Regions from separate parts of the Gossypium hirsutum genome. Here region 2 is linked to region 1. A link is a contact called in public Hi-C data. All regions are on one chromosome and are shown on one strand. Each heading gives the region's core, a stretch centred on a gene start, on an enhancer-like site or on the middle of the called end of the contact. The rest is flanking DNA. Distances are from core to core; before and after follow the strand shown.

What was found. A called contact is a pair of places that touch in the nucleus more often than the background predicts.
Region 2: a contact with region 1 is called in a Hi-C map of leaf, with 2.5 times the contacts expected there. The contact joins the promoter of LOC107901402 here to the promoter of LOC107901400 in region 1. A contact is called at or near these places in 9 of 34 Hi-C or Micro-C datasets (hypocotyl, leaf and petal).

What each region holds. Positions count from the first base shown.
Region 1 is chrD06:6,199,058-6,206,866 of Gossypium_hirsutum_v2.1, reverse strand. LOC107901400 reads left to right here and starts at 4,523. Exons shown (of 3, transcript XM_016827391.2): 1 at 4,523-4,667; 2 at 4,756-4,890; 3 at 6,227-6,657. The coding sequence starts at 4,844. The coding sequence ends at 6,470.
Region 2 is chrD06:6,332,490-6,340,298 of Gossypium_hirsutum_v2.1, reverse strand. It overlaps LOC107901402 (transmembrane emp24 domain-containing protein p24delta5), which reads right to left and starts at 3,443. Exons shown (of 4, transcript XM_016827394.2): 1 at 3,039-3,443; 2 at 1,361-1,573; 3 at 1,186-1,262; 4 at 602-960. The coding sequence starts at 3,275. The coding sequence ends at 816.

The sequences.
Region 1 (7,809 bases), core at 3,274-5,773:
CACATCCTTGTCCACCAAAAACTATCACTACCAACAACACAACCTCCATCAATCTGGCATATCAGACATGGCTTTCACAAGACAAACTCTTGTTTGGTGCATTAGTTGGCACCATTTCCCAAAACCTTGTACCTCTAATCTTACGGTGCACAACCTCAACTGAAACTTGGACGGTCCTCGCCAACACTTATGCTCGTCCATCTCTTGGTCATATCAAACAAATCAAAGATAATCTCAAAAACATTTCCAAAGGCTCTCAAACTATCACCGACTATATGCAAGCTATTAAAATCAAATCCGATGAGCTTGTTACTCTTGGTAAACCGTTAGATGTAGAGGATCTTATTGAAAAAGTCCTAGAAGGGCTTAATGACACCTTCTAACCAGTTATCGATGCTATCAATAGTCGCGATACTGCCATCACCTGTAATGGGTTACATGAGAAACTGATCAACAGAGAGCTCGCCTTACACAACTCCTCCTCAAGTGTATCATTCACCGCCTACTCAACTCACACTCAACGCTCCAATCAGCGGTTTCATCGTTCTCCTACGCCATCTACATCTCAACAGTACAATAGGCCTATGCATCCTTTTTTGGGCAAATGTCAGTGGTGTCAAACTCAGGGGCATGTTGTCACTCAGTGTTCTCTCTTTCGCCAACAGTTCCTGAATGCAGCCGCACCTTCACGTCAGTTCAATTCATCTACATCTCGTACGCCTCCACCATAGCAACCTCAAGCTCATGTAGCTACCTCCAATTCCTCATCCTCTGATCCCTGGCTATTAGACAGTGGTGCTACACACCACATCACAACCGATTTCTAAAATTTGTCTGTTCACAATCTCTACACTAGCTCGGATGAAGTAATGATTGGTGATGGCTCTGGCGCTGCTATTACTCACTCTGGTTCTACCACTCTTCCCACTCTTTTTCACTCATTTACTCTATCTAATGTCCTCTGTGCTCCTAATATGAAACACAATTTAATTTATCTGTCTTAATTTTATAAATCGAACAATGTTTCTATTGAATTCTTACCTTATTCTTTTCTTGTTAAGGATCTACAGACCAGGGTAATTCTTTTCCAAGGTCAACCTAAACATGGTGTCTATGAGTGGCCCTTAAACTCCAACCTATTACTTATTTTCTCTACAATAAAGACAACACCTCCTGTCTGGCATCACCAACTTGGTCACCCATCTCTCTCGACATTCAAGTATATGATTTCCTATTTTTATTTAGATGTTAAGATATCTTCTCTGTCAGATACATATTGTAATGCCTGTCACTCTAATAAAAGTCACAAACTTTCTTTCTCTGCTTCCACCTTATCATCTCCATCCCCTCTTGAAATAGTTTTTACTGATGTATGGACCTCTCCAATACAATTTGTCGATAAATTTAAATATTATATAATCTTTGTTGATCACTTCACCAAATACATATGGCTGTATCCTTTAGGGCGCAAGTCTGAGGCTCGTGATACTTTCATCAATTTTCAAAGCCGTTGTCGAAAAGTTTTTCAACACTGAAATTAAAACAATTTATTCAGACAATGGCAGTGAATACCAAGCCTTATTGCTATTTTTCAACATCAATGGAATTTCTCATCTTACATCTCCTCCTCACACCCTTGAGCATAATGGCTTTGCTGAACATCGACATTGACATATAGTAGAAACTGGTCTTTCCCTTCTTTCCCATACCTCAATGCCTCTATCCTATTGGTCATATATCGTTTCCATAGCCGTTTATCTTATAAGCCGTATGCCTACACCCACCATTCACAATGACTCCCCATACTTCAAACTTTTCGGTACTCTTCCTAACTATAGCAAACTTTGAAGCTTTGGTTGCCTTTGTTATCCCTGGCTACGTCCCTATGCCTTTCACAAACTTGAACCCAGATCGACCTTTTGTCTCTTTGTTGGTTACTTGTCTTCTCAGAGTGCCTATCTCTGCCTTGACACGTCTTCCTATCGTCTGTATACTTCTCGTCATGTTCATTTTATTGAAATCGTCTTCCCTTTTACACAAACTGCTCTTACTCTCGAGAGAGCTACTCCCGTTACTATTTTTGAATGGTGTTCCTTGTCTATACCAATCATTACTTCATCCGCCTCAACACCTACCACTACATCTGCCTCTAATGCTCCATCTCCTTCCACCACTTCATCCGATCCAAACCTTCAACTATCTTCTCCGACTACTCTAGACCAAACCGTCTCACCAACCACTATACCTACTCAACCTGAATTACCAACCCTCCCAACCTCCACTCAACCTGAATTACCAACCACCACCACCACCATACAGCCACATTTACCCTCTCCCGGTATTGTTACTCGTTCCAAAAATAATATACGCAAACCTATTCAAAAACTCAACCTTCATGCAAAAATCCACCACCTTACCCGTGAACCAACCACAGTTACTCAAGCCTTAAAAAACCCTCAGTGGAAGCGTGCCATGTCTGATGAATTTGATGCTTTTCTTCGCAATGAAATATGGGAGCTTGTTCCATCGAACCCCACTCAAAATTTAGTAGGCTGTAAATGGATATTCCGCACTAAATATTATTCTGGTGGCTCACTTGACAGGTACAAAGCCCGTCTAGTCGCAAAAGGCTTCCATCAATGCCTGGGCGTCGATTTTACTGAAACTTTTAGTCCTGTTGTTAAACCAACCACGGTGCGCCTGGTACTTAGCCTTGCTGTTAGTCATGGTTGGGCCATTTATCAACTTGATGTCAATAATGCATTCCTCCAAGGCACCCTTTCAGAGTATGTGTTTATGACTTAGCCTCTGGGGTTCATCAACCGTGATAATCCTAATCATGTGTGCCGGCTTCGAAAATCTATCTATGGGCTTAAACAGGCTCCGTGTGCTTGGTATCATGGATTACGATCATTCTTGCTATCTTTTGGATTTATCAACTCCATTGCCGATGCCTTGCTGTTTGTCTTTCGTGGCCACAGTACTGTAATTTATCTTCTTGTCTATGTTAATGATATCATTGTTACCGGCAATACCACTTCAGCTATACCTTAGTTTTTTCAGCACCTATCCGCTCGATTCTCATTGAAAGATCTTGGTCACTTGCATTATTTTCTTGGTGTTGAGGTCATTCCCCATGCTAATAGTTTATTTCTTAGTCAGCGCAAATACATTGCTGACCTTCTTTACAGAGCTCAGATGACTGAAGCTAAATCGGTTTCAACACCTATGTCCTCTTCAGTGTCTCTTACATTACATTTTGGTTCCCCGTTAGCAGATGTAGCTGCCTATCGCACCACTGTTGGCAGTCTTCAGTATCTCTCGTTAACACGACCCGATATCTCCTATGCTGTTAACAAGTTGTCGCAGTTCATGCATCAACTCACGACTGACCATTGGACTATCATCAAATGACTATTACGCTATCTCTGTGGTACCTTGGGTCGTGGCCTCTCCATCCATTATCATTCGCCTCTTGCCCTTCATGCATTCTCTGATGCTGATTGGGCTGGTGACAAAGATGGCTTTACCTCTACAAGTGCTTATATTATCTATCTTGGTCGCAATCCCGTGTCTTGGAGCTTGAAGAAACAGAAAATGATTGCTCAGTCTTCTATCGAAGCTGAGTATTGTTTCGTGGCTGATACAGCTGTTGAGTTACGCTGGCTGTGCTCCCTTCTATCTGAACTTGGTGTCATCATACCACAACAGCCAATGATATGTTGCGACAATGTTAGAGCCACTCATCTCTGTGCTAATCCAATATTTCATTCGCGCATGAAGCATGTTGCGTTAGACTACCACTTCATTCGTGAACAAGTACAAAGTGGTTGTTTTCGTGTGTCTCATATTTCCACTACCGACCAGCTTGCTGATGCTCTCACAAAACCGTTACCTTGCCGATAGTTCATTAATGTCGTCAACAAGATTGGCCTCGCTTCAACGTTGTCCATCTTATGGGGGCATGATAAGATTCTTCAACCGTCTTGATCTTGTTGTTGGGATTCTTCCTTTTCTTTAGTAATATTATCAGCTTTATTATCCATCATTTAAAGTTCAAATATATTATTGTTAAATAGTTTATTATTCCTCTATGTATATATAGGTTGGTATTGTTTGACAAGTGGACATGAATAAAAACCTTATTCTCTAAATTACTTTCTGTTTCTCTTGTTCTATATTATCTTGAATGTACATTTGCTCCAGGCTTGATCATGATTTGCTCTTTGTACCACATCCAAAAAAAAAATCTAAACAAACGTGAATAAATTTTCTTTGTCCCCGTTCATTTTTTTTATTTTCCTCGTGATGCATGATTTTCATATATATATATAGCCGGTGATCATTGATGACTAAAATCAAACATTCATATCATCACGAGGTTAAAAAGTTTCTTATTTGGTACGCCCAGAGAAAGATCGAAACCCAAAAAAAAAAAAGAGAACACCTTTAAACGAGCAAGCAGGCTTGTCCTTGGAATAACCTACTGTATCGGGCAATGGGCATTGATGATAAAGAAATGAACTTTTGGCCCATTAGAGGCCCGTTAAAATATCACCTCAAAAATACCTGGAAAAAAAAAGAGAAAAGAACCCGTCTTTCTCTTTGTTTGTTGGCAACAAGAGAAAACGAAGCAGTCCTGTTATCAGCCCTTTCTCAAATTTCAGGTTGGCTTCAAATCATTCATACTTTGATGGGTTAATATTGTTGTTAAGTAATTTTCTTTTACGTAATCGGGATTTGCTGGTTTCTCAGGTTTTAGGGCTTTCGTTTTAGGTGATATAAAGTTCATTTTTTGGGGGCGTTTACGTGTGTCAAAATCAAATAGTTAGGAGAGAAGGAAATGGGTGGGCAAGAAGTTAAGCAGCTTGAAGAATGCTCAGTTTCCAAGTTAGTTCTCTCCTTTGATTGTTCCTCTAAATTTTACATTCTTCTTGTTAATCTATTCAACCTTGTTAGGTTTAGGGTATCAATTTGTGCTTCTATAGTATAAAATGATTCTTGTTATTTACTTGTAGTTTGGTTTGAATTATCTTCTATAAAGAATTTGACTAGTTTAGAGTTGCACTGGCCAAGAAATTGGGATTTATGTGAACCTCTCTATCAATGGCTCTAACCCTGGTTTTAGCAAGATTCAAGAGCAAGAATGTGCAATATGCTAACTGCTGATTCCCGGTCGGGGGTTTTGTCTTTCTATTCTACGGAGAGCCTTGACAGGTTCACAAAATGAGGAGTGCCAGAACAGGCAAAAACATGACAAACTAAAGAGTTTGCGCGTGGTCTGACTTGAGCTCATGCCTTTGAATAACCAAAAATGATTGTCTTTCAACTGCTCCTTACCCAAGAACACCATGCTTGCTTGTGCCCACCACTAGAGTTACAGAAATATAGTTCTTTGCTTCTCTATTCAATACTTTTCGTGTCAATCTACCTTTGCAAATCTGGCATTTATGATCATCCTGAAACCTGAGCATCAAAAATCCAATTCTAATCGATCATGTGCTGGACTCTTAAGTCTAGTGATCAGATCAAACCCTCAAACCTGAAGTATAATGAACCAACTTTCTTTACTGAACATAGGCCTTCATATGCTTCTAAATAAGATTCTAAATTACAACTTTTCTTCTAAAGCATAATGTACAATGAAATTTCAAATTAGGGCACAAAAACTGTTATTAAGAAACCTTTTATAACCCTTGAAATTCTCTGGAAAGTAATGAAATGCACTTAGCTGAACTATGGGAAACATGAACAACACTATCTTTAGGTTCTGCAACTTTTAGAAGAGCCCAATTAAGCACCTGCGTAAAGAAAGCAATATATATATTGAATTTACTATGACAGCTTATGGTGTTTTGGAGTAATTCGCAACTCATTGAATTGAACCATTGCTGATGGTTTATGATTGCATGCATCTGTGTAAAGATAGCAATATGTATATTGAATTCTGGTTGCAGCCCTTTTTAAACTGATCCACTCGCCAACCATTTTGGTTCTGCTTTTGGATTTTTCAGTATATAGTATTTAACCTGTAATATGTGTCCGGATGAACAATGAACATACTACAATCCAATACATCGAGTTTCATCTTCTATTTCCCTTCATGAAGTGAATCTCAATCTTCTCAGCAAGGTGGCTTGATCTCCAGATTTATTTCCTTTGGTTATATGTTTTCCATTACATTAGATGTATTGTGACGAATGTAACTGTTGTGGAATATCTGCAGTGCATTGGGTACATGGGTGTTTTCAGTAGCAGGGGCTTTGCTAGCAATTCCGGTGGGGATAAAGCGGAAATCTTTAGCACCCCTTGTGTTCTTTGGCACAACCGGTACAATGCTCGATATCATTATGGGAATCAGTGCTTGCGAAAGGGAGCATGCAGAACGCCAGATGAAGCTATTAGAAGCCCAGAATTCCACAGCCGATGATTCATCATTTTCGGAGACGGGATCAGAATTGCATTCCTAAAATTTTAGGAAGGTCATTTACATTCAGTATCTTTGAGTGTTGCTTTCAAGCTGCCCTTCGAACTTTTCTTGGCTGTAAACAAGACGAAAATCGATTGCTGTTCCGGGGTTGGTGGGTTTTCTCTATGATCTTCCTTTTTGTTAATGAACCATTACAGTTGAATAAGAAGGTGGCGGTTTGTGTTGAATTTGGTCAGTTGATTTGGGTTTTTTGGCAGAGGTTCAGATAGATATGATAAAGAGCCTGAAAGCGAGCTCAAAGAGTTCCACCATTATTTCGAGCATTAAACTCCGACCATAAAAATGAAATTAATCACCCAACTATGAACGTGATTTTGATTGTGATCGAACTACAGAAACTTGATTTCTTCACTAACATTTACGATTGATTTTGTTTTGGTCATCTTTTGTTAAATTGTTTATAACAGAGGGAAAATGACAATGATTAAATTGGTACAATTACACTTTTGGTCTTCAATATTTATAAGTTTTATCATTTTAGTCTTAATTCTAAATAATTCAACAAATTTAATCTTCTACATTTGTAAATTCTATTAATTTAGTCTTTAAACACATTCTTTTCGTTATACAGCAAATCTAACCAATCAAAAAATGATGTCGGTAAAAAATAATAAACTTTTAGGACGCTTTCATTTTAATCACCGAACCGTTAAATTTCTAATGACAGTTAACTTGTATACACTATATCATGTTCATACTTTTATTTTAGTCACCAAAAAATATATTTTTGGACAGGGGTAAAAACATTAAGGATAAAGCGGTAGAAACTAAAATAATGCTTTAAAAATTACCAAGTTGTACTTGTTTACCCCCTTGCCGGAAGCTCAAAATATTTTTTTTTCAATATTTTTTTTCAATATTGAAATTTTAAATTTCAAAACATCAAAATCAATTAAATAAGTTATTGAAAAATTTTATACATTGATAGTGCGAATCGATTTGTTTTCATCATATTGAAATTAATTAAATTAATTAATTTAGTCTCCTTTTAAATCTTAAAATTTTATTTTATGTTTCCAATTTAAAATCATCTTAAATAAATCATCTTTAATAATTTTATATGAAACCCAAATTTCTTTAGATTATATGACCTCAAGTCTTTCATACTAAGCTAAAAGCAAAGAAAAATCCTTACAATTGATTTTATATTCCATGTCAAACAAAATCCATAATTTTTTCATCACTTCTTTACCCAAATGAAGAACTTGCAATTAATTTAATTAATTGTAATATTTTTCTTTGATTTTATCTTAGTATGAAAGATTGAAGATTATATAATCAAAAGAAAGTTAAAATTCGTCAACAATTATTAAATACGA
Region 2 (7,809 bases), core at 2,194-4,693, 130 kb before region 1:
GCCTTAGTTACCATACATTTGAGACGAGAGAGGATTTTGAATGACACTTATCACAAGTTGAAGTCAAAAAAAAGTTAGGGCTTGTAAGGTGCTGAACAAAATAAGCTCCAATACTTATGCGATCAAGTTGCCTTCTGATTTGCATATCAACCCAATTTTTAATATTCTTGAATTGTATTCTTTTGAGGGTTTTGATAGCAATGTAGCTGAAATTTCAGACCAAGTGCAGCAACCTCCTAAAGCTAAGATTGAGGTTATCAAAGATGTGTTGGATGTTAAAGAGGTGTGTGGTCTAGAAGGGGTAATCAATAATATAAGATATTTTTGGTAAAATTGCTAACCAAACCAACTAGTAAAAAGAGAAAATCATCCATAATACAAGTTTCCAGGCACTAATGCAGCCGAACCAGAGAGAAAAAAAACTAAAAGGGGCTAACCTCGGTGCCATCAGAGAGTTCTTTAGCTAAAATAGGTATCTCATATTGGTATGCCTTCTCCCACTCAGGACTGCTGGTAATATCCCTCACCTAATGGATAGATAAGATTAGAGATAATTGAAACTATCCACTAATTTGTTCTTTTCACTTGTCACTCATCAACATACATAATGGAAGTGCCATAAATTAGATTTAAAAAAGAAGACTTTCATATGACCATTGAACAATAAACCATCACCAATCTTCATTCCCAAATCAGCAGGAAATGAAAGGAAGCCAATGGTACAGCAAGAATTAAGTGAATTCTTCTATCTTTCCTTTTTCTAGTTCTTCAAAGACATTTTTAACTTTGCTTCACAAACTACTTGTGTATATAATCTAGATGAGCTTCTTCTTTACAAAGTAACGCTTCAAATACCATATCTGCAAAACCGAAACCGCGATGCAGACACCAAGGGACATGATACTGAACCATGCCACTCTAGCATTTGTTGCTTCACTTACTTCTCTCATATCTGCTTCTCTGTAAGATATCCAGGAAAGAAAGGCAAATGTTATTTTAACATTTTCTTAATTTGAATATGTTCATACTATAAAGATGTATAAACCTTGTGAACCTATGAACAGATCCTTTAAGCATTGAGTTTCTTAAGGCTTTTATTTCAAGCTATTTCGATAAATTGTGATTTGGGTTTTCACTATAATGTTCACACCTTGAACTACAGTTTAGGTGTGATAAGAAGAGTACCTGTCTCTGAGATAGATTAGGTTACCGCGAATGGTTTCCACTATTCCTTGAAGTCTCCTAAGAACAAGTTCAACACCCTATGGAAAGCAATATAATAATGCATAAGAAATTTGGATGGGTATGGAGATTTAAGTCCCATGTGAAACTTCAACTGAAAGGACATCAAGGATCTCACCTCTATTTTCTCTTTCTTTGCAACTGATTCCCAATCCTTGGCAGCAATTCCGGTTTTCCAGTCAACTCCCAAAGTTAGTTCGGAATCCTTTTGGTGACTGCCATCCTTCCAGAAACAAGCTAGATAATTGCCTGACTCACTGGTTGTAAATGCAAACTGACCATGAGTTGCATTTTCATTGTGGTGAAGATTGTTCCCAAAAGGGGATGTTACCTAAAGAACAAGATATAAGGTGTTGTAAGTTTGAAAGTAAATTACTAATTCGATATGTGCATCACCATGTTAAAACTATTGATAGTTGGAATGAGTTTCCCTGATAAATTCCAAAACATATAAAAATTAAAATCAATGATCTCAATATCGCTCCAACTCTTCATTTTTCTCTAAGTACCTGAATCTGAACTTATTGAAAGATATCTTACTGCTTGTAGTTCATTTCAAACTCAATAATATCAATCATTCGAGGATAGTAGGAAGAAAATTCCATGTAGATGACCTCATCTAATTTGGTTTCGGCTGAGCTACAGATAGTTGTCATAGTTGTCAACCCGAACACAAAGAGTATCAAATGCAAAAGTAGCCTCAATGACCAATTAATTTTACTTTTACAATTCCTCGAAGTTAAAGGGATTCTTCAACAATACCAAGGTAACCAAACAATTTTATTTTTTTCCACCCTCAAGACTTTTCCATCAAACAGAAAGGATAGTTCTTCTGCAGATTAAGAAACAAAAAGAAGCACCTAAGACTTCCCTTGAGGGGTGGCCTAGGACCTGAAGGCACATATCTTATCCCCATGTTCATGGATCAGCTAACTGCATATAGGATTAAAAATATATACTTATAATTTAAACTGAAGAAAAGAACTTATTCTGCCAATATTCATACGGATCCATTGAAGGATCCTAAAGTATCAAAGGGTAAATTCTGACCTTAGCCAAAAAGAACTCCCATTCATATTTAAAAAGGAAGATTAAGCAAAGGCTTACCCTTGGATATGACTTGCCCCATAAATACAGATTCTAGACATCCTCGACACTTGCAAAAGGATACAAAATCATACCCATAGTAAGGCTAAGCCAAGATATATGACATTAAAATCGAACATTGTTATACCTAACCCCTCGCCCAGAGAGGCTCGCCAAACCCGCACACGCCATTCATGGGTGCCACCACCAAGTCGCATTAGAGTCCACTCAAAAGCTCCCCCAAACACATTTCATAGAATCGCTCAAGACTCTACTGCTGACTCTACTACTCAACACAATCACACCCTAGTAGAGCACTCCAATGCTCTACTAATAGCACTCAAATTCCTCTATATAAGCTCTCTCCTCCATCTCCAGGAAGAGGCAGGTGCTGAATACAAGGCCGATACTCTACCCAAATCCGGCCACACTCTCCAAACTCTCCAAATCATCTTCCCAATAAATTCTCGACACACAGTGTGAACCGCGTCAGATCACCAAACTCAAACCTTGTATCAACAAAACATAAAAAGTAGCAACATAATCACTGATCAACTAAACCAGTAAAAGCTTCAACAACAAAAATTTCAGATGAAGAACGTCAAAAGTTGCAAACCCATTAAACTACAAGTATTGAAATTGTAAAAAGAAAAATGAAGAACTCAGATAAACCCAGATGGAGAATTTGGTTGAAAAGGTAAAAGAATTACCCGGGCAGAGATGGTGGGGATATGATCAGGGTTGTTTTCATCGATCACATAATAATCACCTAAAACGACAACGTTGCTCTGGATCTCCTCGGAAACACACTTGGTTCCTGAACTTGGAATCGTTAACCATATAGCTTCAGCAACCGGTAATATATTACTGTTCCTCGTTAAACATAGTACCAAGATTATAGGCAGAAAACACGCCGCACGACCGCCAAAAACCATGCCTTTGTTCATTGTTAAAGGCGAACAAAACCCAGAAAAAAAGGACTTTTTTCGCTTCCTTTCTCTGTTTTTTTCTTTATTTTTAACTTCAATATGTTTGCTGGGTTTGATAGCTAGTCGTAGACTCGTAGTTGTCAGAGTCAAACGGTGGAAAAGACGCGCCGATAACTGGGAGTGAGTTTGGTGTATGGGACAATGAAGAGAAAGGTCAATAAGAGTTGCTGTGATCAACCAATAATAATGTTCCAGCTAAGAAATTTTAGGATTGAATTGCAATGTCAAAGCCACGACCATGCGCTATTTTTAATTAAGAGTAAATTCTATTATTAGTCCCTTAACTATTAGCGTATTTTTATTTTGATATTCAAACTACAGAACTTTTAATTTCATAATAAATGTTTTCGAATTGATTCTGTTTTTGTCACCCTCCATTAAATCCTTAATGGAAATGATATACGAAAGTTATCTCCTATCATATTATATATGTATTAGTACTTTTAGGAATACTTATATATCATAGGGAGGGATCCATTTACATCGATGTAAAATTAAAATAGTTTTACATTCTCGATTAATATTTTATCGATCCAATCTTCACATTTTATATTTCATTCATATAGATCATACATGACAAATTTAATATAAATTAAAATTTTATAACAATTTTTTTATTTAAAAAATTTCAATCGTTCAATAAATATTAATATATATATGTAGTATTTTATATCCATATGATAGATATATTGGATCGGCTTGAAAATTTACATGCATGGCAAGTACAACTATATTGTTAAATTCTTCGATTAAATTGTTAAAATATTAATTGTACAAAAAGATACAAAATGGTGTAAAACTATTTATGGATCCCTTCCCATATAATATATTATTATATTATGCAATAGTATATAATCTATCAATTGATCCAATTCACATAAATCAGTTGGTAAATTCGATTTTTACTTCGGATTAATGAATTGTTATATATAAGTACTAATAGTTTCAAAATATAATATTACATTATGTAATAATATATCACATATTGCAATAGTAATACATAATATATTAATTATCATTATATATTATTGTTTATTATTATCTTAGTTGAAATATGCTCTAAGTCCCTAAGTTCTTTATACATTTGAAAGTTGGCCCTACTACTATATTGTATAATGCTATATTATATCGTATAATACATAACATATTAATAATTTATATATGTGCATTAATGATTAAAGATTATAATATTATGTAATACTATATCTTTTATTCAAATATATAATATATCATAGTAATATATGTATATGTATTAAAGTTTTAGTAATAATTACTACTATATTATTATAGACATACTACTAAAAATAGCCCCTAACGTTTGATTGTTTGCTCACTTTGGCTCTTTATCTTTTTTTTTTGGAGCACTTTAATCTCTAACATTTATTTTTTTTGTCAAATTTATCTATTTTTAAGGGACATATTGATGTGACCGTTAGTTGACTAACGGCTAACATTAAAACCAAGTTAAACAATCAAATTGAGCCAATTCAAACAAATCGATTGGTAAATTTGATTTTGATTTTGGGTCTAACTCATAGTTATATATACATATATATAAATGTATTAATAGTTTTGAAATATATTATTACATTATGTAATAATATATCACATACTAAAATAGTAGTACATAATATATTAAATATTAAATATTATTGTTTATTATTATGGTTGAAATATGCTCTAAGTCCCTGTGCTCTTCATATTATATTATAGAATGCTATATTATATCATATCATATATAATATATTAATAGTTTATATATATGCATTAATGATTAAATATAATTGGTTAATATATTCGTAGTTTATACATGTCGAAACCATTTTTTGAAAAATAAAAATTTTAGGTTGTCGACTTTTTTTTAAAAAAAAATGAAAGTTAAAATTGGGAGTCGCCACCAATCTTTTACTGAGGTGTGATTGGATCACCTAAAAAAACGGCTTTGGTCTACGAGTTTTAGAAAAACGGATCCGGGAGTCAGTTACGTACGAGGAAGGATTAGCACCCTCGTACGCCCAAAATCGGTACCTAGTTAATTAATTAATGTCTTAATGTCGAAAATTTGAAGAAATATAATCCTTAGCAAAAACTTAAAAACGTTACGTATTAAAACCTTTATCTTTTAAGAGAAAGAAAATACCATACCCAATACGTTAGGGCACGACATTCTAATTTTCCCCAAAAATGAATTAGGCCAAAATACTAGTGTAATAAAAATTTAAAAGAATATCCATTTATTCAAGATTTAAGAAATTGCGGCCCAATACGTTAGGGCACAATTCCTTTAGAATCTCAAACTTGGAATATTTCCTTTATTATTTTTTAAAATATTCATTTCGAGAAATCAATGCGTCACATCCAATACGTTAGGACACAATGTGTTGAATTCCCAATAATGAGTTCTTTATTATTTTTTATTAAAGAGAAATGCTCGATTGTTAGATTTAACGAAGAAAATCGTAACCCAATACGTTAGGGCTCAATCTCCTTGAAAATCCTAAATACAAGCATTATCTCAATTTTGAAAAGTTTGAAATCGAGTAAAAAAAATGATGTGATGCTATATTAAATAATGCAATAGTAAATATCACAGTGGCATAGAAATAATATAAATAAATGAATAAATAAAATCAATATACATAATAAAAATAATCACATACAAAATATCAAATAAATGATCAAAATAAAAAAATCTTTTTAACATGTAAACGAAAACATGAATTAATAATCGAATGAAGAACATAAACAAAACATAAAGAATAAATGGCATATAATATATACATTGAAATTAAAAGTCATACACATAATTTACATATGGAATCTTGGGCTATGAAACTTATACATGCATGATTCATTTATGAAAATAAAGGAAAAAATATAAACTATAAAGTATATTAAAAAAACATATATTTGCATTTTTTTTAAAAAATAAATATATTCATATATATAAATAAATAAAAATTGGTTAAAAATATTAATATGTATACATACATATATACTAAAATAAATATATACATATAGATTATAAAAAATAATTACATATAAATAAAAATAAAATAATAGTAATTATATTATAATACAAAAATAAGCATGCGTATGTAAAAAATATATACATATATTTTAAAAAAAATTAAATATGAAAAAGAATAAAAAAACTAATTAATTAAAAATAAAGAAAAAAACTAATTTGAACTGTAAATAAAAATTATGAGGCAAATCTGTAAATAAATGGAGACTGAAGGACTAAATTGAACGCGCATATTACATGGAGGGACCGGAAGGGAGATTTTCCCTATTTCCCTAAACGGCGTCATCCAATTAGGATCGAATTGAATTTTAAAATGAATAAAAGAATGAATTTAAAAACAAAAAAGAACCTAATTGAATATACTTAAACGGCGGAGGGGCCAAAAATGCAATTTGTCCCTCCGTATGAAAAACACGCGAATCCCTGGGTCCGGGTCGAGTCGACGGGCGGATCCTCCTTTCAATACGACGCCGTTTTCAATCGGCTATTTAAGCCAAAAAAATTTAAAAAAAATTTCATTTCTCAATTCCTTCAAAAAAATCCTTAAAGAAAAGCTCTCATCCTCCGGCACCGGCCTCCGGTTGGTCAGTCATCGGCCCTTCATCGGCCACCGCGCCGGTCGCTGATCTCCGGCACCGGCACCACCGTACGCGGTGGCCGAAAAAAGGAAAAATTTTCCCTTTTAGCCCTCTCGACCTCCTTTGCCCAAATCTAGGCTTAAATCTCACAAAACACCAACGAAAGTACCCCTAAAAGCACTGAGACCTTTCGGCTTCCGGTCGTCTTTCATCGGGGACGACACCCTTAGCCATCCGCGTTGTGTCTTTTCTTTTCCTCTATTTATCTTATTCGTATGTATATAATGACAAAAAAATAAATACAACAATAAATAAAAGCTGCAAATAACAACCTTGATTCGTTTGTTTCTGAGTTTGTGCTGTGAAAATAGGGTTTTTTATTGATTTCGAAAGTCGGCCCCCATTACAGTATGTTCGATGGCCTTTTATAGCCATGATAATAATGAATCAAAGAAAGAAAAAAATCTGGTTATATCTTTGATTTGCAAATCCATGATTTTCTTTCCATATGTTGTTGGTTTCCTTGCAGGTGAAAATCACAGAGATTCGGGGGCGAGGCTTGGCTTGCGGCGCTGTTGAAGATTAGAAACCCTAGGGTTTCATCTGTTTTGGGCCATTGAAATTTGGGCCACCGCTTTGTTTTGGTCTGGGCCTTGTAGCCCGTTTGTAATCGGGCAATATGGACTGTTTCTATTTTTTACTGGACCAGGCAATAATTGGGTGTTACAGCTGCCCCTCTTTGCTCGTTATCTTGTAACGGGAAAGGAGCAAAGATTTTTAAAAATGCCCAATTTTGCCCGGTCATGCTGGACTTTGGTACTCTTCGTCTTTGGGTAGCCTCATTCCCTCCTACTGCATCTTTAGGGGTATCAGGCGTTGTTTATTT